2 separate regions of the Rattus norvegicus genome follow, and region 1 is linked to region 2. A link is a contact called in public Hi-C data. All regions are on one chromosome and are shown on one strand. Each heading gives the region's core, a stretch centred on a gene start, on an enhancer-like site or on the middle of the called end of the contact. The rest is flanking DNA. Distances are from core to core; before and after follow the strand shown.

What was found. Hi-C and Micro-C count contacts between places; a contact is called where the count stands out from the background.
Region 1: a Hi-C map of liver shows a contact between it and region 2, with 2.4 times the contacts expected there. The contact joins two enhancer-like sites. A contact is called at or near these places in 2 of 12 Hi-C or Micro-C datasets (both in liver).

Annotation. Positions count from the first base shown.
Region 1 is chr10:49,029,251-49,035,492 of GRCr8, forward strand. It overlaps LOC120095117 (a long non-coding RNA gene), which reads right to left. Exons shown (of 6, transcript XR_010055375.1): 6 at 5,407-6,242. Among named protein-coding and RNA genes, the nearest start is that of Hs3st3b1, 61 kb to the right of the region's middle. Within about 2 kb of position 3,606, at least 1 of the 93 cell types and tissues checked has an H3K27ac peak or open chromatin away from gene starts, as enhancers often do. A contact at or near this core is called in liver, where this site is marked.
Region 2 is chr10:48,878,182-48,884,752 of GRCr8, forward strand. No RefSeq gene overlaps it. Among named protein-coding and RNA genes, the nearest start is that of Hs3st3b1, 210 kb to the right of the region's middle. Within about 2 kb of position 3,005, at least 1 of the 93 cell types and tissues checked has an H3K27ac peak or open chromatin away from gene starts, as enhancers often do. A contact at or near this core is called in liver, where this site is marked.

The DNA of each region.
Region 1 (6,242 bases), core at 2,356-4,855, 150 kb after region 2:
CCGTAATCACTCCAGCTTGTGTCAAGTTGACACACAAAACCAGCCAGTACACCTTCTAAAGGGCCCCACAGTCTTCAAATGGTGTTACAACCCAAGGACCAAGATTTCAAAGCACAAGCCTGTGAAGAATGCCCCAGATTCAAACCAGAGCACTCTTAAGAGGTTTTCTTTCTTGAACAGTCGTTCTAACAAAGACACAGCATTCTGTGGAAGGATCAGTGGCGATGATTTACAGAGCCCCCAAGTCTAGAACCAGATACTCTGAATTCAAATCCTGTGCCATGGCTTCCAGCGGAGTGATTTTCAAAAAGTTACTGAACACTTTGTCCTGTTTCTCCCCCTTGGGAGGCAGAAAGGCAGCTAGTAAGTAGCCCAGAACTTTTATTAGAAAGATGTGAATTAATACTCAGTAAAGATGCCTAGCTGAAGCCAGCGTGCCCACAGAGGCCATTCTTGCTATGAAAGCAATCTCTCTCCACACAGACAATCTTGAACTTTCACACAGAGCACTCTGTGATCCTTTGAGTATGGAAAAAAAGAAATGAACAGAAAAGGATATGACTGATCTTTTAGGGATGGTGGAGGAGAATGTTTATTGTAGATAAAAGGGAGAGCATAGCCAGGGGCAGGGACATCTGGGAGACCCAGAGTGGACAGACCCTGGTCATGTAAGGAGAGGAGTGAGGGGGAGGAGGGAGAGCAGGTGCAGCAGCCAAGAGGACATGAGGTAAAAATGTGGACTAGTAAGTAAAATGGCTGGATTATGTTAGGAAGAGCGTCTAGGGGAAGGGCAGCCCAGGACAGGAGAGTTTAGGGTAGAGGGTGGGGTACACCAGCCACACCCAGGAGCAGGTAGAGACTTAGGTCCACTTTGATGTGGTAAGTAGGCACCTTTGTCCAGGGTTTAAGACTTAACAGGATTCTTCCAGCTTTGTGAATAGCTTAAAATATTTTAAATAAAGTCATGGACAGTGTCTGATCCAGCAATTTGGATGTGAACTTTTGAGCTGCACACAGCCCAATCTGCCAAGGAAACCCAGAAACTGTGATGTTCTCTTAACCTGGGATGATGTTCTCCTCACCACAGAAAAGGACCAGAAAGCACATCCCTGGAGCACTGGCTGGTTGTTCGATGTTCTCTGAGGTTCCCATTATCGACAATTCTGCGTGACTTCTTCCAAAACCTCATTTACACAAACAATCCCTCTCAGCAGTGAGAACGCTGTTGGCAAAGCCCACCCGTAGCCACAATGTTTGGGAGCATGGAAATCTTGACAACATCCGTATGCAAGCACTCACAATGATCCTCCCAATGCTGTTCTGACGGAGGGGAACAGGCTGTCTGCAGCAAGCTAGTTGTGAACTGATATAATTCCAGGTAGGCAACAGCGGGAGGTGCCAGGTGATTTTGCTGTGTAGCAGAGCAGACAAAACCAGCTAGAGACAGCCAGCAGGCTTAGGGAACATCGGTAGGGAGGGGCTGCTTGGTAGTGTGGAGATTCAGGTTTGCCTCTGTGCTGGGGTGGTGCTGGCCTGGAGCATTCTCAGTCAGTGTGCTCTACTCAACTGAGCATGAGGATATCGGTAAGTTAGTAGTAAGCTTCGCGTAATGTGTGCTACACCATCGTCAAAAGCAATGGTGCGTGCGGGTTAGATAATCTACACCCAAAATGTTTGGACTGTCAGGCACTTTGCTTTCAGGTTTGGGGTCTTTGCATACGCATGATGCATTTGAGGCATGAGACTCAGGCCAAAATGCAAAACTCATTCCTGCCTCATATGCACTTCATTTGACATAAATTGAGGCAATTGCATATTTTTTTTTAATAATTTTATCCCCAGATAAATCTCAGTGGAGGAATTTTGCACTGGGTGGCACCCTATTGCCATTCCGAAGGGTTTACACTTCCAAATTAGAGACACTCGATTTGTAATTAAAAGAGAGCCACAGTGGGTTTCTCTGTCCCTCTCACTACAAATTTGGAATACAAAGACTTATCCCAGTCTGAATGGGAAGCTTGCCCAGGTTTAACTGGTGCCCAGCGGATGGGTTTAGTTATCCGGGGCAGGGGCTTGCTATTCAGCATGACCCTGGGGCTGCATTGAGCTAGAATGAGCCTCTGGAATATTAGGGGGGAAATTCTGAGGCATTTGATGACATAGGTGAATGTCTAGGCTATTATGGGGTGTGAAATAAGCTAGTTTCAAAAACAACAGACATTTCAGGAGGCCACTCACATGAGGGACTCAGAATTGTCAAGTCCACAGGCACAGAAGGCAGAACGGAAGCTACCAGAGCTGGGAACAGGGTGGAGCAGGGATTTGATGTTTAATAAATCAGAGTTTCAGTTGTGCAAGATGAGAAACTTCTGCACATAGGTGATGGTGGTGGTTATGTGACCGTGTGACTGTGACCTTCCCAAAACATCACCACCAACTGGAGAGCCAGTATTCAAACACAAGAGCCTACAGGGGACAGTTCACACTAAAACCATACAGAAGAATTACTGTGTGCTCATTAAAAATAAAAAGCATAGTTTAAAAAAAAAAAAAAACGCCTGGAGGCTGGAGAGGTAGTAGAGTGGTTAGAGCACTTGCTGCTTCTCCAGGAGATCCAACATAGGTTCATGTTGAATGACACAACATGTCTGTAACTCCAGCTTCGGGAGACCCAATGGCCTTTTCTAGCTTCTGCAGGAAACCCCCCACCCCCACGTGGCATCCATTCATATAGTCACACGCATGTGTGTAAACAAAAATAAATCCTTAAGGGAACAAAGAGATGCCTACGTGGTTAAGAGCACTGGCTACTTGTAGAGAGTCTGGGTTCGATTTCCAGCACCCACGTGACCGCTCAGCGACATCTGTAACTCTAGTTCCGAGTGAGCTGACATTCTCTTCAGTCTCTTCAGGCCCTGCCCTCACATGGTACACGTGCATGCTGGCAAAACTCCCATATGCATAAAAGTAACTAAATAAATATTTTTTGGGGGGAAAATCCTTTAAAGAGAAAAGAAGCTTGGGTACCTCCATATCGACGCTAGTCACTACATTTCCCAAGACATTTCTAGCATGTTTCCCCCCTCACCTACAGTGCCCTCCCAGAGGCACCTGTTGAGAATCGGCTGTGTCCTCCTGCCTGTCAAAACGCAAATCCTACTCTCACAAAAAAAAACGTTTGCCAAGAGGTTGTCAGACAACCGACTGCATGTAATTGAGCTTCTGAAAGAACATGCCCTCGGGTGAGTTTCAAAGAAATGCTACAAATTAAGATAATAGATGATTATGTAAAACATGAGTCAAAACTGTCAGAAGACCACAGTCTCAGAAACTGTGAGCTTGGCACACGGATCTACGCGGCCCCACGGCTGCCCACTGAGGTCGTGTCCTCTGTCATTTTAACTAGACGTTTGGCTGCCTTTAGAGGCTGCCATAGTTTATATTTCATTGCGTGGTAAGCCAGCGTTTGTACAAAAACTCGTGAGATGTCTTCCTGAGCTGACAGGAAAACCCACAAGCAGACGGAGGGGCTGGAGACAACCATGCCACAGGAGGAGTGTGCTTTTTGACCAGTGAGACTGGGGACTTCCGTGGAGGGATCCTGAGTGTCTCTGAATGGAATGTCACGTTTACTTATTAACCAGGACTCTGCCACCCACCTCTGCCATGCATACTAACCAGAATGGCTCCAACCATTTCCCCTCTGCCCTCTTTGGGGACTCTTTCTGGACATTAGAGCCCACATGGCCAAGAAAACCCCAGCAAGTCTCAACCTCTGGAAAATCCCCAGATGATGGCTTGCAAGAACTGACAAACTGCTCCTCTTTTCCTCCTGAGAGAGATAAAATGCTCTCCGGGACGCCTTTGGAATTCACAGGGAATTTTGAGCCTAGTTGCCCACTGTACCGTTCTGTGCAACAATGCGTGTTCTGTCAGCTTCCTACTTCTGCTCCTTATGATGACCACCTTCCATACAGACTACAGCTTGGTCTCCACTCCTGTTTCTGCATGCTAAGGCCGTGACCTCAAGAAATGCACATCAAAAGCTGCCTCTTCCTCCCTTGCCTTGGTTTCTTTCTCTGGTTCCTACTAAACATGACTGAGCAAAGGGTCAGTCAGCTCTCTCTAATGAAGAGCCTGCTTTCACAGCCTGTGCCTTCTCTTCAGGAAACTCCACCTGTCCTGAAGGCAGCCCATCCTGGCCAAGATGCCGTAAAGCTCTCTTTTCCAGAGCAGTGTACTGCTTTCATCAGGGGCTGGGATTTTGGCTTTCTCAACTTGTCCTGGCCAGCTATATCCAGTTTCTGCACCTCCAGGATCTCTAAAGAGAATCCCTGGAGGACCTTCTGCTAGGTTGGGTGGGTAAGCAACTGCCCCAGAAGTTCCAGCGACCCTGACTGGGTGACTGTGGCCCAGTGTGCTGTGCAGCTTCCTGGTCCCCACCACTCGCCTGGTGACCAGGGGGTTAGTGTAGGCATTGACCCTAGTTATCTGCGTTCCTTGATCTTGGTCTGGTCCTTTGGCCTTTGACCCCACTGTCTGCTGCTCCCAAGCATTGTCCTGTTCTTTCTGTTGAGGTCACCACTGTGTTCCTGTCCTGCTGGACCGAGCCGACTGTCAACAGCACAGCAAACAAGGGAGAGGAAGGGGTAGGGAGGAGGGGGAGTGGTTCCATTGGCTCAGCTGAGTGGTTAGAAAGAAAGGTTGCTTTTCTTTGTTTCTTCTTGAAGCAAATAACTTGTTTAACTTGGATTGATTGGCCATTTGACCTGGGCTCCCAGGGGCCCCCAGGGCAGCCTGATAGAGTCAGTAAATAGATGAGGAGAGTATAGGTTCAAGGACTTCTTTCTTCTGCTTCAGATCTGCCACAAAGAAAGAGGAACCGCAGCTGCCCTTCCCCCTCCCCCCCTTAAACATTCTGTTTTGAAAACACATTCTTAGCATTTCGCTTAGAAAACAACAAATCCTTCTCTAAGGTCTCCATCCAAGCCTTAGGGCTTCAAAGCGAAGGTCTGTGAGCTCTCAGTGTTGGTACACCAACAACTCAGATTTCTGGCTTTAAAAAAAAAAAATCAAAGAATAAAACCTGCCTATACCAAAGGTAAATTGGAAGCATTAGAGGATGGGCCCTGGGTGACATCGGCCACAAAGGTTAAGTGCGCCCCTACATGAGTCACAAACAGGGATCAAAGTCAATGAATGGAGCCCTGAAAGAAGTGTGGACTTGGCAAGAAAACTAGCGAAAGGAAACAGTTGCAAAGTGCAGCGACTGTTAGTTTAAAATGAATGTATTAGAAATGTCTGCTGAGTTTAGACAAATGCTGTCGGACTTACTGCTTGCCTTCCTACCTTTTACACTCTTTCTTTTTAGTAATGAAAATGAAAACATCTAACAACTCTGAGTTTATACCAATTCATACTTTAAAATTTTTATTTATTAATGTGTGGGTCACAATGACAACTGGCAGAGTCGTTTCTACTGTGTGTGATGCAGGAATTGAACTCAGATCCCCAGGCTTAGCAGCAAGCTCCTTTACCCACTGAGCCATCTCGCTGGCTCCCTGACTGGTTTGTTTGCTTGTTTGACAAAGCAAATAAAGTAATATGATGCAGAAGCTTGACCTGTCTCTGAGCTTTCTAACGCCTCCTGCCTCAGTGCTATGCACATGTAATTCCTCACCAGGATCTATGTTTTTCAATTCATCTTCACACTTTACATTTTCCGACAAGTAATTTGATGACATTAATTAAAAGCCTTAAAAGTGTTTGCTCCTAGGGGTTGGGGATTTAGCTCAGTGGTAGAGCGCTTACCTAGCAAGTGCAAGGCCCTAGGTTCGGTCCTCAGCTCCGGGGAAAAAAAGAAAAAAAAAGTGTTTGCTCCTGTGCCCCAGAAATTTACAATTTTATAAGTCTATACCAAACAATTATTTTACATTTGACTTATATTACTCTTAAAATTCCCAGTTCTGATCACAGTTAAGCAAACCTGGAGGTTGGATGAAGAAAGAAAGGAAGGAAGGAAGGAAGGAAGGAAGGAAGGAAGGAAGGAAGGAGGGAAGGAAGGAAGGAAGAGAGAAAGAGAGAAAGACAGACAGACAGACAGACAGAAAGAAAGAAAGGGAAAGGAAAGGAAAGGAAAGGAAAGGAAAGGAAAGGAAAGGAAAGGAAGCATGGTTGTTCCTAGGTATAGAGAAGGAGAAAGTTTATTACAGACATGTGGGAGAGCACAGCCAGGGGCAGGG
Region 2 (6,571 bases), core at 1,755-4,254:
GGCTGCTGGGGTAGGAAGGGTATTCTCGCTCATTCTGTGCAGGAGCAAAGCTTGAGTACGGGCTAGGAGATGCAGCGTGACTGATGCGGTTGGATTGTTCCCACAGGGCAGAGCAGGGGGTATCAGACTGCAGGGGAGGCCAGATGCTCACCGCTATAGCTGTGAGGGATTACGAGTCCACTCCTGGGTTCCAGGGAGCCCGGTAGAAACTCACTACAAGAGCAATCCGGCCACAAGTGGGTGTGACCGATGACACTCGGTGATGCTTTTGGTTGGAGAGGTGTGTGATTTTGTTCCGTGTGGGATCGTGATCAGAGGGGAAGGGAGGAGGAATCTGATGCACGGGCAACGTTCTATGGAAGAGATGAGAGGAGCTAAAGCAGATAAGAGTTAAAACTTGGAAAATCCAGTGTAAGATCTGTGAGGCAGCTGACAGAAACTCCGAGAAGGAAGAGTGCCTGGGAGCACACGGGACAAGAAGCAGATTGGGACAAGAGCACCCAGAGTCCCTTTGGGTTTTGGGGAGGATGCCAGTGTGGCCTGCAAGTATGGAGGAGATGTTTCCTCCTGTGGTCAGAGGCGTTCACAAACACACAAACACACATCTGCCTACCCTCTCTTCCCTCTTCTGGGCCTCTCTTCTGGACTTGTCACTCCCAGGAGACCGAGATGCAGAAAGAAACTCCACTCACCACTGGCCCTTGCAAGGACCCCTTCCCTCAGGCTGGCTCTCTGCTAAGTAGCTGAGAGCCAAACCAATAAAGGTAATTCTGTTAATGTGTTAATGATCCCAGCAGGTTCACCAATTTTCTCTGTAAGGTAACTAATTCGCATAGTAACTAGTGATTTAGAGACCTCCTCCCAAGACTCTAGACTCAGGGGCATTGCTGTGCCTCTTACAACCTTGATGACTTCATTTTCCTCTCTCCAGGATTAAATTTCTTGTGTGATTTGAGAGAGAGAGAGAGAGAGAGAGACAGAGAGAGACAGAGACAGAGACAGAGACACAGAGAGAGACAGAGACAGAGACAGAGACATAGAGATTCAGCATGCTAAAGACTGTTCACATCTTGTCTCCACCTTGAACAACGTCAGTTATTTCTTGTGCCTCCTTCCTGACAGTGCCCTGGAGGTATCGAAACTCTGTTTCCCTGCACTCAGGACTATCTGCACAGCCTCATTAAGACCTCAGTCTCAGGGCAGCGACAGGGAGTTCAAACATGACATGAGTTATTAACAGAGGCCATCTAAGCTGGCAAGAAGCTTAGGAGAGAATGAAACATGTTCATTTTGGATGCTCAAGCCCTGAGGCCAGAGAGAGGCTATCACAGGGAACCCCGGGACACTTGAATTCAGCATTGATGACCCATACAATTGCCTCTTCCTAAAGACGTTTCTAAGCTTGCACCAATACAGTTCGTATTTTGCTTCAGAAATGATCTGATTAAAATGAAGCAAGTAGCTGATGCCAGATACACTGCGTTGGTGCTCGCGGTGGAAAATAAGATACACTGCGTTGGTGCTCGAGGTGGAAAATAACACTCCGGGAGAAATGAATAAAGGCGTCACAGCAATACATATGCATCTTAGAAACACGGTGTGGAATTAAAACCAAAAGAGCAAAACCCCCGAACCGGAGATAGCATGGTTCAATTTTCAAAAAACTCAAAAATAAGCAAACAAAACACGAGTGATCAGGAAGATTTGAAGTATACAGAAGTATACTTAAGTGCCCCCATTTACTTACAGAACCAAAGATAAAACATGGAAATACGAAACACAAATTTTAAGGCAGTGGCTACACCCTGCTTTGTCTTCAGTTGTAATAGCAAAGTATCCAGTTATTTCTTTATTTCTGCTGTTAGCTATGACAATAGCTGTAGATTTCCCATAGTTCCTTGTTATTAGGTTACCTTTTAAGCTTGCTAAGAGTTTTGTGATTTTTTTTTTTAAAAGTTATCAAGTACTTTTTCTACATAGGATTAGCACTAATTTGGTTCTGGATAGTAAGCTAGTTGTTGTCATAATAGAAAAAAACCCTCACTGGCTCATACGGTGCTATCATTTTTATATACTGCTGATTGAATTAGCCCCTGAAGGCACTGGGGTCCATGTCCGTGAGAGATTCTGCTCTGCGGGTTTTTGCTTTGCTTTGCTTTGGTTATCAGAGTGATTCTGACCTCACATTTGCAGATAAATTTTGTTTAATGGAATTACTTTTTACAGCCATCTTGTATGAGTTTTCTTTGAGGAAAGATTTTTTTACTATAAAATAAATTTAATTTTGCTTAGACTTAACACTTTCTGTTTCTTTATGTATCACTTTTAGAGATGTGTGCCTTTTAAGAAATGTGTTGATAATTTGCTCATAATTTTTATCCTCTTAACATCTCTAATCTATACTGATCTCACACTTCATAACTGATACTAGTAGTTTGTCTTTTTTACATTTTCAGTAAAGCTATCAGATTATATATTTTCTAGCTCATTAAAAGGTTTTTATTTTTATTTATCCTTCGAGGAATTAACTTGTCAACCTGTATTTCACTGTTTCCTGGACATGTAAGAGCTGGCTTTCCTCCTCTTCTTAGGATTTAATCTACTCCTTTTCTTTAGTAGAGGCTAAGGAAATCAGTTTGAACCGCCCAACCCACGCAGTTAGAATTGTAAATTCCTTGAAACCAACCGTCGGCTGCCTTCGTCACCGTGACACGCTTGCCACTGCTATCTGGTTTTATACACGTCCTTCTGTTTGCTTGGCAAAAGCCATTGGTTACTTCAGAGTAAGTAGCTCATTATCTAAATGGTTGGCCCTCTTCCTGATATCTCTCTGCCTTTATTTTCAATCGGATTCCAAGGTAGTTGAAAGGCACACTTTGTATATTCTAAGACTTTCATATTTACTAACAGTTATGTCTTAGTTACTGATCTACTTACCATGATGAAGTCCTTGACAGACACAGGAAGGGAAGGTTTATTTTGACTCAGTTTCACGGGACTTTGGTCCATCCTGGCATGGAATGCTTGGCATGCAGAGCAGCAAGGCCATGTAGGCAGGAACAGGCCATGGCTGGTTACATCATGCAGCCAACCAGGAAGCAGAATGCTCTATATTTGTATTAGCTGTCAAAGACATGCCTCTAGTTGCAGGGAGAATATCATATGCATTGTATGGATGCATCACCTGTCAATTAAAAAATGTACGGCCTATAGGAAAGAGTAGAATAGAAGGTGGGACATCCAGGAGGCAGAATGAATTCTAGGATAGATCCAGGTTGGTGTGACGAGAAGGACACAAGGTCCCTGAGCACAGGTAATCCGCCACATGGCAGAATGTAGATTAGAATTCATGGGATAATTTAAATTGTGATCTAATCAGAGAAAAGCCTAGATGTATGGCCAAGGTATTTGTAGATATATTTTTGAGTCTGAGTCTTATTTCTGTGAGCATGGGGCAGGGAGGAAGAACAGGACCTAACTTTTATGTCTAGTGGCTTCCATAAGCCAGCAGGGCACCATGTACTAAAGGGTACTAAAATAACAAGAGCTTGGTGACTGGACTGCACCCTGTGACCAGAACTCCAGCTCAGTGGCCTCAGGGGTCAGTGGTGGGCCCAGGCTTTGTCTCCAGTGTTCCTAGAATCCCATGAGAGACTGTAGCTTAAATTCACAAAGCTATTTGCACAAAGGAACTGTAAGTAAGGGGTGGGGGAAGGGACAAAAAGCTCTGACAATATGAGTATAAGTTTGTGGTCTCCGAAGTGCTAAATGTCAGTGTGGATCCTAGACTGTGTACTTCTGTGATCTTGGAAGTTAATTTGGACCCATAGCTCTAACCACAGCCCTCTGATAGTAAATTGATATCAGTGGGTGTTATCTTTGGTTTCTGACTCCAGCAGATCTGTAGAATCCAGGGGTTGTTAAGGTCTGGACTCCATCTGGTCACCTTGGCACTCCCCACCTCGCTTTTATTGAAAATAGATTTTTTTCCATATAATATATTCTGGTTAAAGTTCACTTCTCCGAGAGTCTCCCACACCCCTCTCATCTGAATTCACACCCAACTGTGGGTCAAGTGAACTGTGCCACCAGACAGAAGAACTGGTAAGGCTGGAGCAGGTTCAAAAATCCTGGAAAAAAAATCTCACAATTGAGAACGGCAGGTGTAGAACCGGCTCCGGGTCAGGCTCTATCTGTTCTGAAACGCCTAACCATGACACCCCACTGAAAGGACCAGGACAATCGGTCACAGAGCATAAAAACCTGGAATTCTCCATGCTGATGAGGTATCTAGATAGGCCCTGAGTGTTCAGCCAATGAACTTCCTTTCCGGGGTATCGCTTCCTGCAAAAGGTATCTAATCCCTGCTTCACCCTGAGTAAGATATATGTATTTATATCCACCATGAATAAAGCAGTGTGGACAAGCAGGGACCATCTCCTTCATCAAGGATCTCCTTGAAGAAGGCCTCCATAGGAAAGAGCTGCTCTCCCGGAGAAAGCCTTCCCTCTTCCAGTCCCTCTGTGTTCTCTTGGCACTCACTTGGAACCAAACCAGATTCTGCCCAGATCCAGGCTCAACCATTCATTTCCTGCCTGGTGCTTAGGTGAAACATGGATCTGAGTGATGTGCTTATAAAAAGATAAAGAGAGTGGGGATTGTATTCTACGGAGGTGTGGTTAAGTATGAGGAAAGGGGGTGCCTCAGCAGGCCCATGCTGAGACATCCCTTTCCCCTGAGGGACCAGCTATAGGACAATAGAGTATAGAATAGAGTTTATTCAGGGAATGGGGAAGAGGAGTTAAGAGGGTAGTAGGGGCATGGAAGGGAGGGAGGGAGAGATTGGAGAGAGAGAGAGAGAGAGAGAGAGAGAGAGAGAGAGAGAGAGAGAGAGAAGAGAGGAGGAGATAGAGGAGGAAGAGGAGGGGGAGGAGAAGGAGGAGGAGCCTAAAGGCCGGCCATGAGCACATTGTGGGGGAGGGAATGGGATGAGAGTGGGGGCAGGAAGACAAAAGAGCAAGAAAGCAAGAGAGTGAGGAGGGGGTGCAGCCCCTTTTACAGTTTCAGGCACACCGGGCTGCCACCCAGTAGCTGTGGGGGTAGAGCTTAGACAGAATGCTAGCACCAAGGCCCACCGTTCTGGAATCAGCATCTGGGTACCCAGGAGGCTGAGAAGCATGGTATCTGTGTCACACCTCGCTGTTTCTCTTCCAGAAAAGCATGGGCTGCCACCATGGTGAGACAGAAAGACAGCCCAACACCCAACAAAGATGTGTTTAAAGAATAATAAGAATAAAATAAAACAAGAGCAAACAATTCAGAACAGGATAAAACAAACAAGTTGAAGGAAAAGAGACAAAGGAAAAGCACAAGGCGCTCACACAGATGCAGACGTGCTCATACACACAGGGATCCCATAATACATGTTTTAACTACAGTAGTGTTTCGTTTGAACTTGGGTGCCTTTGTGTTTGGGGCATGGATAGTCATAATTGCAGTGTCCCATTAATGGGTTTTTCCTTTCTTCTCTTCCTTCTGATTAGTTTGGTTTGAAGTCTATTTTTATCTATTTTAGTCGTACATTAAAATGGCTACACTGGTTTGCTTATTAGGTCCATTTCCTTCCAACCTCTTTTTCTGTTTACCCTGAGGGGCTATCTATCCTTGGTGGTAAGATGTGCTTTTTGGATGCAGCGGATATGGATCTTGTTTTCTAATACAATTTACTAATCTGCATATTTCCTTTGTTTGGTTGTTTTGTTTGTTTTTGATTTGGTTTTTTGGTTTTGGTTTGGGTTTTGGTTTTTGGTTTTGGTTGTTTTGTTTTGGTTTGATTTTTTTTTGAAACAAAGTTTCTCCATGTAGCTCTGGCTGTCCCGGAACTCACTCTGTAGACCAGGCTGGCCTCAAACTCACAGAGATTCTTCTGCTTCTGCCTCCCAAGTGCTAAGATTAAAGGTGTGCACGCCACCACCTGGCTGGTCTGTGGCATTTTATCTGGGAATTGAGAGCATTTCTGTTGACGGTTAGGAGTGAACACTGTTGGTTGCTATTACTTTGTTGTTACAGTGTTGGGTTTTTCCTCCCTTTTGATTTGCTGGCCTGAAATGTCTTATGTTTTCTTGGACCTGGCTAACCTCTTCTGGTGGAAGTATTCCTTTGTAGGCAGGCAGGCAGGCAGGCAGGCAGGCAGGCAGGGAGGGAGGGAGGGAGGGAGGGAGGAGAGAGAGAGAGAGAGAGAGAGAGAGAGAGATTGCTTAAAATTAGCTTTATCATAGAATGTTTTTCTTTCTTCATTAATTGTAATTGAAAGTTTTGCTGGGTATAGTAGTCTTATTTCACATTTGTGGTCTCTTATACTTTGCAGGTCATCAATTCAGACCCTTCTTGTTTTAGGGCCTTTATTGAGAAGTCAAGTGTTATTCCAGTAGGTTTTCCTTTATATGCTACCTGGGCTTTTCCCCTGAAGCTTTTCATAATCTTTTTTGTTTGTTTTCTTGTTTTGTTTTATCTGTGTTTTGATTGGTATGTGTCATAGGGCTTTTTTTTTTTTCTGGTCCAGTCTATTAGG